3 separate regions of the Zea mays genome follow, and all the other regions are linked to region 2. Evidence: chromatin contacts called from public Hi-C data. All regions are on one chromosome and are shown on one strand. Each heading gives the region's core, a stretch centred on a gene start, on an enhancer-like site or on the middle of the called end of the contact. The rest is flanking DNA. Distances are from core to core; before and after follow the strand shown.

What was found. Hi-C and Micro-C count contacts between places; a contact is called where the count stands out from the background.
Region 1: a Hi-C map of bundle sheath shows a contact between it and region 2, with 2.4 times the contacts expected there. The contact joins the promoter of LOC542021 here to the promoter of LOC100275356 in region 2. A contact is called at or near these places in 7 of 25 Hi-C or Micro-C datasets (bundle sheath, ear, endosperm and 3 more).
Region 3: a Hi-C map of ear shows a contact between it and region 2, with 4 times the contacts expected there. The contact joins the promoter of LOC103631794 here to the promoter of LOC100275356 in region 2.

What each region holds. Positions count from the first base shown.
Region 1 is chr1:16,873,055-16,876,859 of Zm-B73-REFERENCE-NAM-5.0, reverse strand. LOC542021 (maize 20S proteasome alpha subunit) reads left to right here and starts at 1,636. Exons shown (of 8, transcript NM_001111668.2): 1 at 1,636-1,788; 2 at 1,894-1,988; 3 at 2,142-2,223; 4 at 3,265-3,361; 5 at 3,468-3,526; 6 at 3,649-3,731. The coding sequence starts at 1,713.
Region 2 is chr1:17,056,222-17,060,038 of Zm-B73-REFERENCE-NAM-5.0, reverse strand. It overlaps LOC100275356, which reads right to left and starts at 1,872. Exons shown (of 1, transcript NM_001149451.1): 1 at 105-1,872. The coding sequence starts at 1,687. The coding sequence ends at 341.
Region 3 is chr1:17,208,139-17,212,153 of Zm-B73-REFERENCE-NAM-5.0, reverse strand. It overlaps LOC103631794, which reads right to left and starts at 2,696. Exons shown (of 6, transcript XM_008653336.4): 1 at 2,020-2,696; 2 at 1,392-1,583; 3 at 143-816. The coding sequence starts at 790.

The DNA of each region.
Region 1 (3,805 bases), core at 387-2,886, 180 kb after region 2:
CATTGCAAAGCACACCAAAAGAGATCAAATCCTCTCCCAACTCCACACAAAGCCTTAGTGACTAGAGAGAGTGATTTGTGGTGTTCATTTGAGCTCTTGCGCTTGGATCGCTTCTTTTCTTTCGCATTCTTTCTTGTGATCAAACACTCACTTGTAATTGAGGCAAGAGACACCAATTGTGTGGTGGTCCTTGCGGGAAGTTTGATTCCCAAGTGATTTGAGAAGAGAAGCTCACTCGGTCCGAGGGACCGTTTGAGAGAGGGAAGGGTTGAAAGAGACCCGGCCTTTGTGGTCTCCTCAACGGGGAGTAGGTTTGCGAGAACCGAACCTCGGTAAAACAAATCCGCGTGTCACACTCTTTATTTGCTTGCGATTTGTTTTGCACCCTCTCTCGCGGACTCGTTTTTATTTCTAACGCTAACCCGACTTGTAGTTGTGTTTATATTTGTAAATTTCAGTTTCGCCCTATTCACCCCCCTCTAGGCGACTATCACAAATGTTACAAATTCACTGAAATGCATCTCGATGTTGTTGGGATGTTCCTTTAATTAAGACTAAAATGTAACAGTGAGACCTGGTCACTAAAAATTTACGACTAGTCAATAATAGATTTAATTTATTTATATTTTATGCTTATGGATTCCTCAAATATTAAAATAGTGTCAGTTTCATTTATTTTGAATGATGTCATCTTATTGAATTGAAAATATCATACTGGGTGTGGTAATATGACCATGAAGGTGACTATATTCAGTTCATCCTTCATTACGAAACAAACAAGAGATTGTGCAGCTCTAACCCACTTTACCCACTTTAACCCTGTAATCAAACAATAAACTAGGTTCAACATGTTACTAAAATCAAACAAGGAACGAGTCCAACCCAACCCAGAAAAATAGGTCGGCTCCGACCCGACACACGTCGTTTCGAAACCAAACACATTTAAAATGATCAACGTTGACTAATTATAATAGACAATGAAAGCTTCTACTAGCAAATAAACACCAAAATGAGTCTGTAAGATTATAATAATTTTAATCTAGGCACCATAATATAAAGTACGATTTTAAAACTAGCCTCATAATTTTCTCGGATAAAAAATTATATGGATTTTCTATGTTCAATCCAAATTTAGGATTTATAATTACATTATTTTTATGTAAAAATATTTTGATATTTTTTGGGAAAATATTTTTATGTTTTTTTGGATAATTTTGAAAAACTGAATTTTGAACTTAGTCCGAGTTACTCCTTTAATATGGCGTATAGCAATAAAACCATCATAAAAAAATATTCGACGTATAAAAACACTGGTTTTAAAATTTTAGGGAGGTAAAAAATTTGTTTCACTTTTTCACAAATTACTCGACGTACAAAAAGAATTGGTTTTAACAGGTATAAAAGTTACTTTTCATTTTTAAGGGTTTCAATAGTTGAGGAGTTGAGGTGGGTAAATTGACCTTTTTAAAAATCACTGGGCTCGCTGGTGCTCCATCCGTTGCGGCCCAATTCCTACCCAACTGGGCTCCTGGGATAGGAGCCACGGTGTCAACACTGGGTCGGACCTGAACGACTCTTCTTGCGGAATAAGAAGAGGAGTCGCGGCGGCGTGTATAGTCAGTCGTGTGCCCGAGCCGAGGTTCCCCAAACACGCACAGCACACGAACACACACCGCGCCCAGCTCCGAGGTGATCTTCCGGCGGCCGGCGAGATGAGCCGTGGCACAGGCGCGGGCTATGACCGCCACATCACCATCTTCTCCCCGGAGGGACGCCTGTACCAAGTCGGTGAGTACCCCCCAAAACCCTAGCCCTTTCTTTCCTCCTCGCCGCTCCTTAGATCTGGAGGGGGGATTTGTACTCCATCTGACCTGTGCCGTTCCGTGTGCGCAGAGTACGCGTTCAAGGCGGTGAAGTCGGCGGGTGTCACGTCGATCGGCGTCCGCGGCGCGGACTCCGTCTGCGTTGTTACGCAGAAGAAAGTCCCGGTGAGTTGCTTGGAGACGCTCGCCTCCATCGATCGGGGCGGCGCGACTGACCCCGATGCGGGGATGCTGCACTGAAAAAGATTGTAGCTTTCTATGTGTTACTTGTTGGATGGCTGTTTTGTGTGGCCTGACCTTAACGTGTTGTGCGTGCAGGATAAGTTGCTGGATCAGACGAGCGTGACACACCTGTTCCCGATCACCAAGTACGTCGGATTGCTTGCCACTGGCCTTACAGGTAGTGTTATTTTGCTTTGGTGCACATCATTGTTCAGTCAGTAGTGATATTATGGTATGGAGAGCTTGTTTTAGATGCCGTAGGCTATGGAAAGTTGCCCCCTCCTCCTCCAGTTTGATTGTGGGTTCTCGGTATCAATTTTGCGATAGATCAGTGAAATTTTACTAGTGGTATTGATGGAACTAAATATAGGACTAGGAAAACATAGTTGTGATTTATAGTGGAGTTTTGCCTATCGTTGATGTTTGTTCGATTGATTGAATTAAGTTGAATCTCTGGTAACTGATTGTCAAAATCTCAACTATTTGGAGCTTCATTCATTATGAATCATCATACAGGTGAACCTTTAACAAAGGAGTTCAAGGCTTTTCAGTTTCAAACTGATAGTTTGAGATTTTGGACAAGAGTTTGATGTGGTTTCGTAATATTCAGTCATGGGCTAATTGAGGAAAGAACGGATGTTGTGCCACAGTTGTTTATTCTTCCTATAGGAATATGACAAAAAATAGTGTCCTTCTAAATCTCAATTGACCTGTTACTGTGTATTTCCATTTAGGGTGCCGATTAATTCACATTGGGCGCTGGTTACCACCTTGCTGTTTTCACATATTGCACTATTTAGGTCCCGTTTGGCACAGCAAAGCTTCACTAGTGCTTTTTTTTTGGGTGGGGGGGGGGGTAGGGAGGGCTTCACGAGCACAGCTTTCTCGGTGAAGCTAAAGCTGTTTCGGAGACCCGTTTGGCAAAACAGCTTTGCATGTATTTTTAGAACATGATCTCACAGAATCCCAGAGAGCCGACAAGTGTGAGGGGAAGCTGTGAAACGTTAATATTTTCAGCTAATCCCACCTTATTCCCATGTGAGGGCACAGTTTAAGGAGCTTCATGGGTGAAGCTGTTTCCAAAAGACCTGCTTGGCAAAAAAACAGCTCACAACATCTCATGAAACTGTTGGTGAAGCTGTGCCAAATAGACCCTTAGTTACACAATAATACACCTTGATCATTATCAGTAACAGTTATGTTGTTATTGTATTCACAGCTGATGCTAGGTCATTGGTTTCCCAAGCAAGGAACGAAGCAGCTGAGTTTCGTTTCAAATGGGGCTACGAGATGCCAGTTGATGTGTTAGCAAAATGGTATTCAGCCTTTTCTTGTTCAGGCTCCCAATTTGTTAATGGTGCTTTGTGCATATAACTAAGCAGTACCAAGCTATATACATTACTTACCTGATTTATGTTTCAGGATTGCTGACAAAGCTCAAGTTTACACGCAGCATGCATACATGAGACCCCTTGGAGTAGGTTAGTATCATCACACAATAAAGTTTGGCATTCCATTAAGCTTCTGTCATTTTACTGTGATGTAGTGTTGAGTTAGCCTATGGCTTATTGCCACCATGTTCTTCTTCGGTATCATTCTTCAGTTGCTATGGTCTTGGGCTACGATGAAGAGAAAAATGCCCAACTATTCAAGTGCGACCCTGCTGGTCACTTCTTTGGACATAAGGTATATGCCTATTTTGTTCTGCTCCACATGCCACCTCTACCCTTGATGAATTTCTGCTGAATCTCTAGTTTCTT
Region 2 (3,817 bases), core at 623-3,122:
CTTGAGTATAGCAGTTGCATGTTTTGTCCCATCATTTTTTCTAAAGAACACATCACAGGACACTGATCTGGTATAAGCAATATTCAAGCGTGCCATTTCAAATCATTGTGATCTGTTTGAGCTTTGACTAATATTTGAAAGTCCAAATACAACTGACGAGAGAAGAATACAGTCCGCCTCAAGTGTTACTTGGAACTCCATAGATGACAGCAGCTAGAGTATAGTACACAATTATATCCTGAGCTTAAAGTCACAAACAGTTATTGCTGAACTTTGTTTTCATAACAAACTTAACACAACTTTTTTTTTTGTTCTTTTCTGCTACACACATGCCACCAACTCAGTCTCTGCAAAATTCATCTGCATCTGCATCCCCTAAATCCATCTCAGAATCATCTGAAATAGAACAGTCATCTAAGATGTCATCTGGATTTTCACTTTCAACATCCAATACATCATCATCATCATCATGGCCTAATAAGTACTCATCTGAATCAGAACACACGTCGACTTTACCAAGATTCTTCAATCTCCCTCTGTAACCAGTAAGTTGAAGGAGTTTTTCCCTCCACCGCACCAACGGACACTTCTCTATCAGTTCGTTCCCATCATATGCCTCAGTTAAGAACACACTCAACCTCTTTCCCCTCTCAGAAACATAAAAGATGCCATAATGCTTCAATAGTAACCTCATAAGCTTCTGTGGCATTACAAACTCACGACGGAAATGTGTAAGGTGATCAGTCACCAGCCTCTTTTCCAGCATGAAGCTCAGTATCTCATGCATCACTGCAACAGCCCTCTTATCAAACTCTGGCGATCCAGGAGTCAATCCCTTTGCCTCTGCATAAGGGGACAGGTAGGTGACCTTCTGAAACTGATCGGTATTGCCCATTTTCACATAATGATGAGCTTTTCCTCGAAATCTGTAGTAAGTAGTGAAATTTGGTGGGAATTTCATTGGAAACGGAAGCGACAGCTCTCCTGGCGAACTGGCAATGGCATCGCCAGTCGACACAGACGCCTTCTTCTCAAGCTCAGTGACTGCCCAGGTTGGGTCCCAAGAGATGAGCTCCAAATACTCACCATCCTCCAATCTGACCAGCCTGAAATGCTCCGGAAACATGTGCACCCACCGTGTTCGAAAGTCATGAGGAAGTCCCATGTCGCGCCGGAAGTGGGCGATCTTGTCGACCGGCAGCCGCCGGTCCACGGACATCATGAGCATCCTGGTGACGTACTGCACGGCCACAGGGGAGTGATCCTCTAGCAGGCGCGCTTCCTCCTCGACGAGCGCCTCTGCCTGCGGCGAGAGGCCTGCCCACATGACGCCGCGGCTGTCGCGGCAGACCTCGAACAGGTGCGGCGAGCGACGCACGAAGTGGGCCACCTTGTGCGGCTTGACGAGGCCGAGCTGCGGCCGCAGGATCTCGAGGCGCTTGAGCGGGGTGACGTGCTCATCCTCCTTCTTGAGCGCGTCGACGACGGCGAGCACTTTGGAGAGAACCTTCCAGCGCTCGGTGGCTACCTCGAGCGCGTGGACGCGCTTCTTCTTGCTCCGGTCCTTCACACTGCGGCCACGCGTCATGCCTCGTGCCGGAGAGAGCTGGTACGGGCATCGGCATCGCCAATGCCTCTGGCAGTGAAGCAGGTCGCTCAAGCAATTGCGCGAACATGCTGCGTGCATGGCGTGTGAGGCGGCCAGGAACTTCTAAAACAGGAGGGCCGAAACAGGAGCAGTAACAAAGCTATTGTAACACGAACAACCTAGAGGGGCAAAGAGCACGAGGCTAGTCGCGCCGCTGAACGGCGGCGAGAAGAGGAGAACAAAGCGGCGGCGCGGGGCCGCCGGGCGGGAGGAGGAGGAAAGAGAAATGTAAAAGGGCCGTGCTTGACCACAGAGGAAGACGCTGTGGTCAGGTATAAATTAGAGCCCATAATCTCTACTGTATTTGATGGGCTCATCTTGATATTTGCCGTCAGGACTGTGAAGCCCACGATAAGGCCCTGTTTCGATCGAATTGATTCTAGTAGTCAGTTTTAGGGAACTACGAGTCTACGAAGTCTGTTCGGTTGCGTTGTGGTTGTGAAAAAAAATGTTATAGATTGTGAAATGTGGAAGAAGCTGTTGTAGGCTGTGAGCTATTAAAAAGCTAAAAAACGTTTAGTGTAAACCACTAATAGTCGTTAAAAATTCTTCGATATATGTTTTCACAGTTTCATCCGAAAGCCACTTAAAACAGGTCCAGGGGTGCTTTCAGTTTTGCACTGTGAGAAAGTCGGCTTTTAGCAAAAAAATTGCTTCCTGGATCCAGCCCTTTGGTTGGCTTTTAGCTTTTAGGAGGCAAAAGCTAAAGTCAAAAGCCAAACCAAACACACTCAAAGTATCCACCTTGTTCATACGGACTGTTCGGTGGGAGCGAACTATAAAATATAAAACACAAAGACTTGTATGTCATGTTGGTTAGGTGGGTGTGAATATAAGGTTTAAATAACCATGGTTCAAATCCTCTTTTGTGTATAATTTTAGAATTTTTACAATTTTTAAACATGGGAGAGCATGATGACAGTGGACACCGTGAAACCAGAGAAACTGGTGCTTTAATATAGTAAAGATAATGATTAGTGGATTCGTACATTTCTTGATCTATGTGTTTTATATATGTGTCTAGATTCACAATCGTCCATTTGATTATAGACATAAAAACCAATAGCTAAAACGAGAACTATTTTAGGACGGAGGGAGTACTTAGGAGCCAAACTAGTTGGGATTTGGGGTTCATCAACAAAGTTGTTAATAACATGTTGAAGCTTTGATTTAAAATAGTAAAATATGTTTGTATGTTGTAAGAGAACGTAAAATTTATACTACATAATTTAATACATTTTGAAATCACTCGTATCATTGCTAGCTTTGGGCTATTCGCTTCGGATTAAAGTTTGAATGTTTGGAGTGCTGCAACTGGAATCTATAGAGACAAAAATATTATAGAAGTAGTTGAAGCCGGTACGGATTAAAGCCAAGTAAATAAACTTGTATGGGGCACCATTCGCAAGATCAAGTCATGAATTTGACAATAGATCAATAACAATTTTTTATCTTATTGATAATTTACCACATACATACTCCTCCTAAAACCATTATGCTTAGAGAAGTGAAGAGAGTGACAGACCGGGAAGAGAGTACAAAATCAAAATTTAGAAGAATATTTTTCTCCTTTTGATATTGTATCAAGGTTATACCGTTATAGACATTTTCTCCGTTGCTCAATAAATAAATTTTTAGAATTAATTAAACTATTATTAGATTTAATTGTTTTTTATGAAAAAAATATGATACCAAATTAATATATTATAATTATCTAATGATACTAATTTAGTATTATAAATCTTGGGGCTCTTTCTTTATTCAGTTGACTTAAGACAACTTAAAAATTAATTTTATTTAGCTGGCGTAGCAAAAAAAAAGTTGCAACGCTTAGAAAAATCATCACATGTCAAGGTCATGTTGAAATAAAAAATTATTCAGTTGTATAATTGTGCAAGTATATAGTTTATTCTATGTAGTATATAATTGTGCAAGTATATAGTTTATTCTATTTGGTTCGTTATAACATGAATGTAGTATATAACTATCTCTCTCATGTGATTTAAGATAATATACAAATGTATTATATATATAAATATATAAACTTAATTAGTTTTATCTAAATTATAGTTATTAAAATGGAAATCAATTATATAGGGTTGTTCACCTTTAATGTTGCCAAAGGTCTGGGAATAGAATGCTAGTTGATAGGAGTTGAACATGTTTACA
Region 3 (4,015 bases), core at 1,447-3,946, 150 kb before region 2:
AAAATTTATAAGAACTCACATATCATATTCTTCCTACTCCTTAAAAATCATATTATACAGTGATTTTTCAACTTGAATATCAATGTTTGTTAGAAACTTCAAAGTCCAGAGTTCTGATATAAAGCTATGAGCTTCAGCATACCTGAGGTTTTGCCTCTTGTCTGACTTTCAGGGCAACAGATTTTTTATTTGATTCAGATATGGTACTTCCTCCATTACTTTTTTCACTATCAATGCTGGAGTTGAGGTTGGTAATTTTCCCGTTGTTGCTTGACACCCCAAGCATGTAACGGGAAGCGACAACTGTCTTCTGCTCTTTGATAACTACCTTTCTCTGCAAATTTTCCTTTTCACTTTCAGACAGATCAGCTGACTTGGAAGTTGTCCGTTGATGATCCAGTGCTTCCATAACTCCAGAGGGAGTTGACATTTGCATCAAATCCTTTGGGTTTCCAATGCAAGGGTTCCTTCCTGGAACTGGGCGGACCCCAACAAGAACCGGAACAGGTATACTTGACTGGACCTTCTCAACATATATAAACTGTCCAAGTTGTAGTTTGTTTGATAAGATGAGTTCATTGTCCTCCTTAGACAAGGAAACATAAGTTGAGTGTGAAGAATCTGAAACTTTGATAAAGAACCCATGGTCCGGCCAAAGTTCTGAACCAGTTATTGCAGGGACTATGCTAATAACTTGGAGAAGAATGGACCGGTATTCTCCACATACTTTGACATCAGAGTTAATATGTTTTAGAACCTTTAATAGTATTCCTGGAGTAAGAGATGCCATTATCTTGGAGCCAGCTTATTCTTTTTCTGTGAAAGAAAGAAAAAGTAATAGAAGTTAATTTTAGATGCATTATCCACCACATTACTGATAATGCTGCGTCGCGCATGAGGATTCATGCGTGTTCCTGATGGTGGCCTAATATAAAGAAATAATTGTTAGATAATTGATGGTTAAGCTCCATGAAAGTAATGGCTTACTTAAAAATACGGCCGATGGTTTCAAAGGAGGAAAGGACAAAGATGGATTGGTTAAAGCTTCAGAAACACATAAAGGAGCAATATAGGCATGTAATTACTAGTATAACTGTGGACCTGTAACACCTAAAAATCCAAACCTGGCCAGATGTCAAGATGATTGGAACACCAACCAAACAGATGAAAAGAGCAAGACACCCAATAATAATGCTGTTCAGCATCAAACAATGTCCTTTCACACAGCAAGCAAAAATTAGTTGATAACATAACCCAGTGAAGAAAGAACCAAAAAAAAACAATCATGTTTACAGGAGGAATGTATTTTACTGGATAAGTGGAGGTTCTAGGAAAAGGAAAAAGGACTGCATCCATATTTCTTAGCTTTCCAGCAAAGATTAGTGGTGTACCCGCCTGAACCTTCTTGCAAAGCTCTAGGCTCTAGCTCCGTGGCCATGAACACGGACACACAGACAACACCAACTTTCCCAATTCCTTCACGTCTGCATACGAAGACGAAGGGATTGTGAACCTTCCAAAATCCCGCTGCGGTAGCCTGTCCTTTAGGGGTTTCTTGGCTTAGAATTCAGGAAATGAGAAACCTAACGAGCCAAGAAACAGGCATTGTTGGAAAGGGGCGAGAAGCGAGTAGTAATCCTTAAACTTGTAGGACAGAAGAACAATTGGAGAACGTGAGGGAAACAACTCTTCTAATTTGATACTCATGTACAATACTAAAATCAGAACTCTTTGGTATCAGTTTATCGTAGTAACATCCGATTAGTGTTATCCCATAAGATTAATAACAGGAGAAATAAAGCCACATAAAAAATTAGTATTGGTGGCCTTTTTATATTCCAATCTGAAATTGAGGTCCTGCGAAAGGGCGCGGCGCAAAAAAAAGAAAACCAAGCTAAACTTACAGCGTCTCTTGCAGACTACCGAGGTTAATGAAACGCTACGGTGAGAAGAAACTGAAACCGAGAGCGCGGAGGTAGCGGAGAAAACCATCAGCGGTTGTTGTTTGAACAAACTTACATATGCAGCGAAGGCCAATTCCTGGAGCAAGTAAGCGGCACACCAACAGAGCAAGAGCACGCTCTCTCCGCCGCCGGACGAGAAGCGCCGCACGAATTAACAACGCAGGCCTCAACGGAGCAGACACGGGAACAGCAAGCGAGTTTTTTTTCTTCTTCTCCCTATCTCTTCGCGGCTGCAGCGTTTCGGCGACCCAGGTGGTGGTGGGGAAGCATGGAAAGGGAGAGCGGGTGGGAGGGAGGGAGGCGCACTACCTTTTGGGTGGAGATGGAGAAGGAGGCGGCGCCGAAGCGAGGTAAGACGACGTGGTGCCGTGGTGGAGGACTGGAGGCGGAAGAGCCCAAGCGGCGGTTGGTCTCTCTCCCCCGTCCCCTAGGCGGGCGGCGGTGCCATAAAAAACGAGCCCGCGGCTGCAGTGCGCCCAACCGCCGCTAACCGCCCCCTGGCACGCCGGCCCCGCGGGCCGCGGCCGAGCCGAACCAAGGCCAATAGTGGCGTTCGCAGTCGCACTGACGCAGCCCAGGGCGGGGCCTACCGGCTTAGGCAGCAGAACACGACGAGCTGTGCCTCCCAGTCCCGGTCCTGGGTCGTCGGCTAGTCGGCCACGGCCACGGTCACAGCCACCAGGCACAACAACCGCACAGGCAGCGACGGCTCACGGCACGAAGCGGAAACCGGTGCCTAGTCCGCGTCGCGGCCGATAGGGGGTCAGCTCGGCGGGTTCGGGTTCGACATCCCCCGCCTGCGCCTATGCCCGCGCGCTCGTGCGGGCGTGTACGCAACGCACACGCGTCCGTCCGCGGTGTGTCCGGTCGCCCCCGCGCGTGTTCGTGTTCGGCAATCGGCATGCAGCCAGGTTGACCAACCCACCGGAATGGCCGGCACTTCATGCTCGCATGTTTGCAACGTGCTGCCGGGTCCCATACTGTAGTTTTTGTTTTGTTTTTTTGCGCTAGCAGCAGCTGTTTGGCGATCGTTTCGGCTCGATCGGAGGGGAAAACGGCTAAGATTCCCATGCTCGGTTGCCGACTGATCCAGCTAGCGCTCCAGCTTTGGGATTGAGTGGAGGCCACGCACGAGGCACAGGATCGGGAGACCTCGCGTTTCGACGTAGTGGTAGCGTGCAAGCTGTTCCAATTCATATATATAGCAGCGTTATTTCTAATGGAGATGTCTTCAACTGCTTCACACCACGCGCGAGCGTTCTCGAGTTGGTTCGGTCCCGGATCAGCGATCAGATCAACCGAAAACCACGACCCATGGCTTCATGTTTCGTTTGCTTTTGAACAATGGCAGGATACACGCCTACGATGCGTGCACGACGACCTGTTTGCGTCGACGGAGAGGCGATGCAAGCGGAGAGAAGACGCAAAGAAGACTGGGTTTCCGCCGCAGGTAGCAGCGGTCTAAGAGCAGCACAAGCAACGACGACGTGCGGTGTATGGCACGTGAGCCACACGACGCGGTCCGGGTCGACTAGCCTCCGGCCACAGCGCATCACCGCCGCCGCCATGAGGAGGTTGACTGTGCTCGCTTGCTTGATTTTTCATTCATGCATATGGACCTGCAGCGACAGCTAAAGCTGTGGCATATGCATGCCGGCCTACCCTACACCACAATACCAGACACACTGTTTTACCGTATGCCCGAAGCACATAGCAAAAAGCAAAACACTTGGCGAAATCTTTGTCAAATGTGACACTCGCTAAAAAAACTTGATGAATTATACATCGACAGCGGCTTCTTTATCGAGTATTTTTTGTCGGACACTCGGTAAAGACAGTTTTGGCCGAGTGTCACCTGACTCTCAGCAAAGAAAAGTCACTGTCACGGTGCCAGGTGACAATGACACTGACTTTGCCGAGTGTCTACTGTACCGGCACTCGGCAAAGAAACTCTCCGTAGCCCCTTTATCAGTTCCTTTGCCGAGTGTATTAGGAGGCACTCGACAAAGGCTCCGTCTTTTCCCAGTGCCAACTGAACTAGCTCTCGGCAA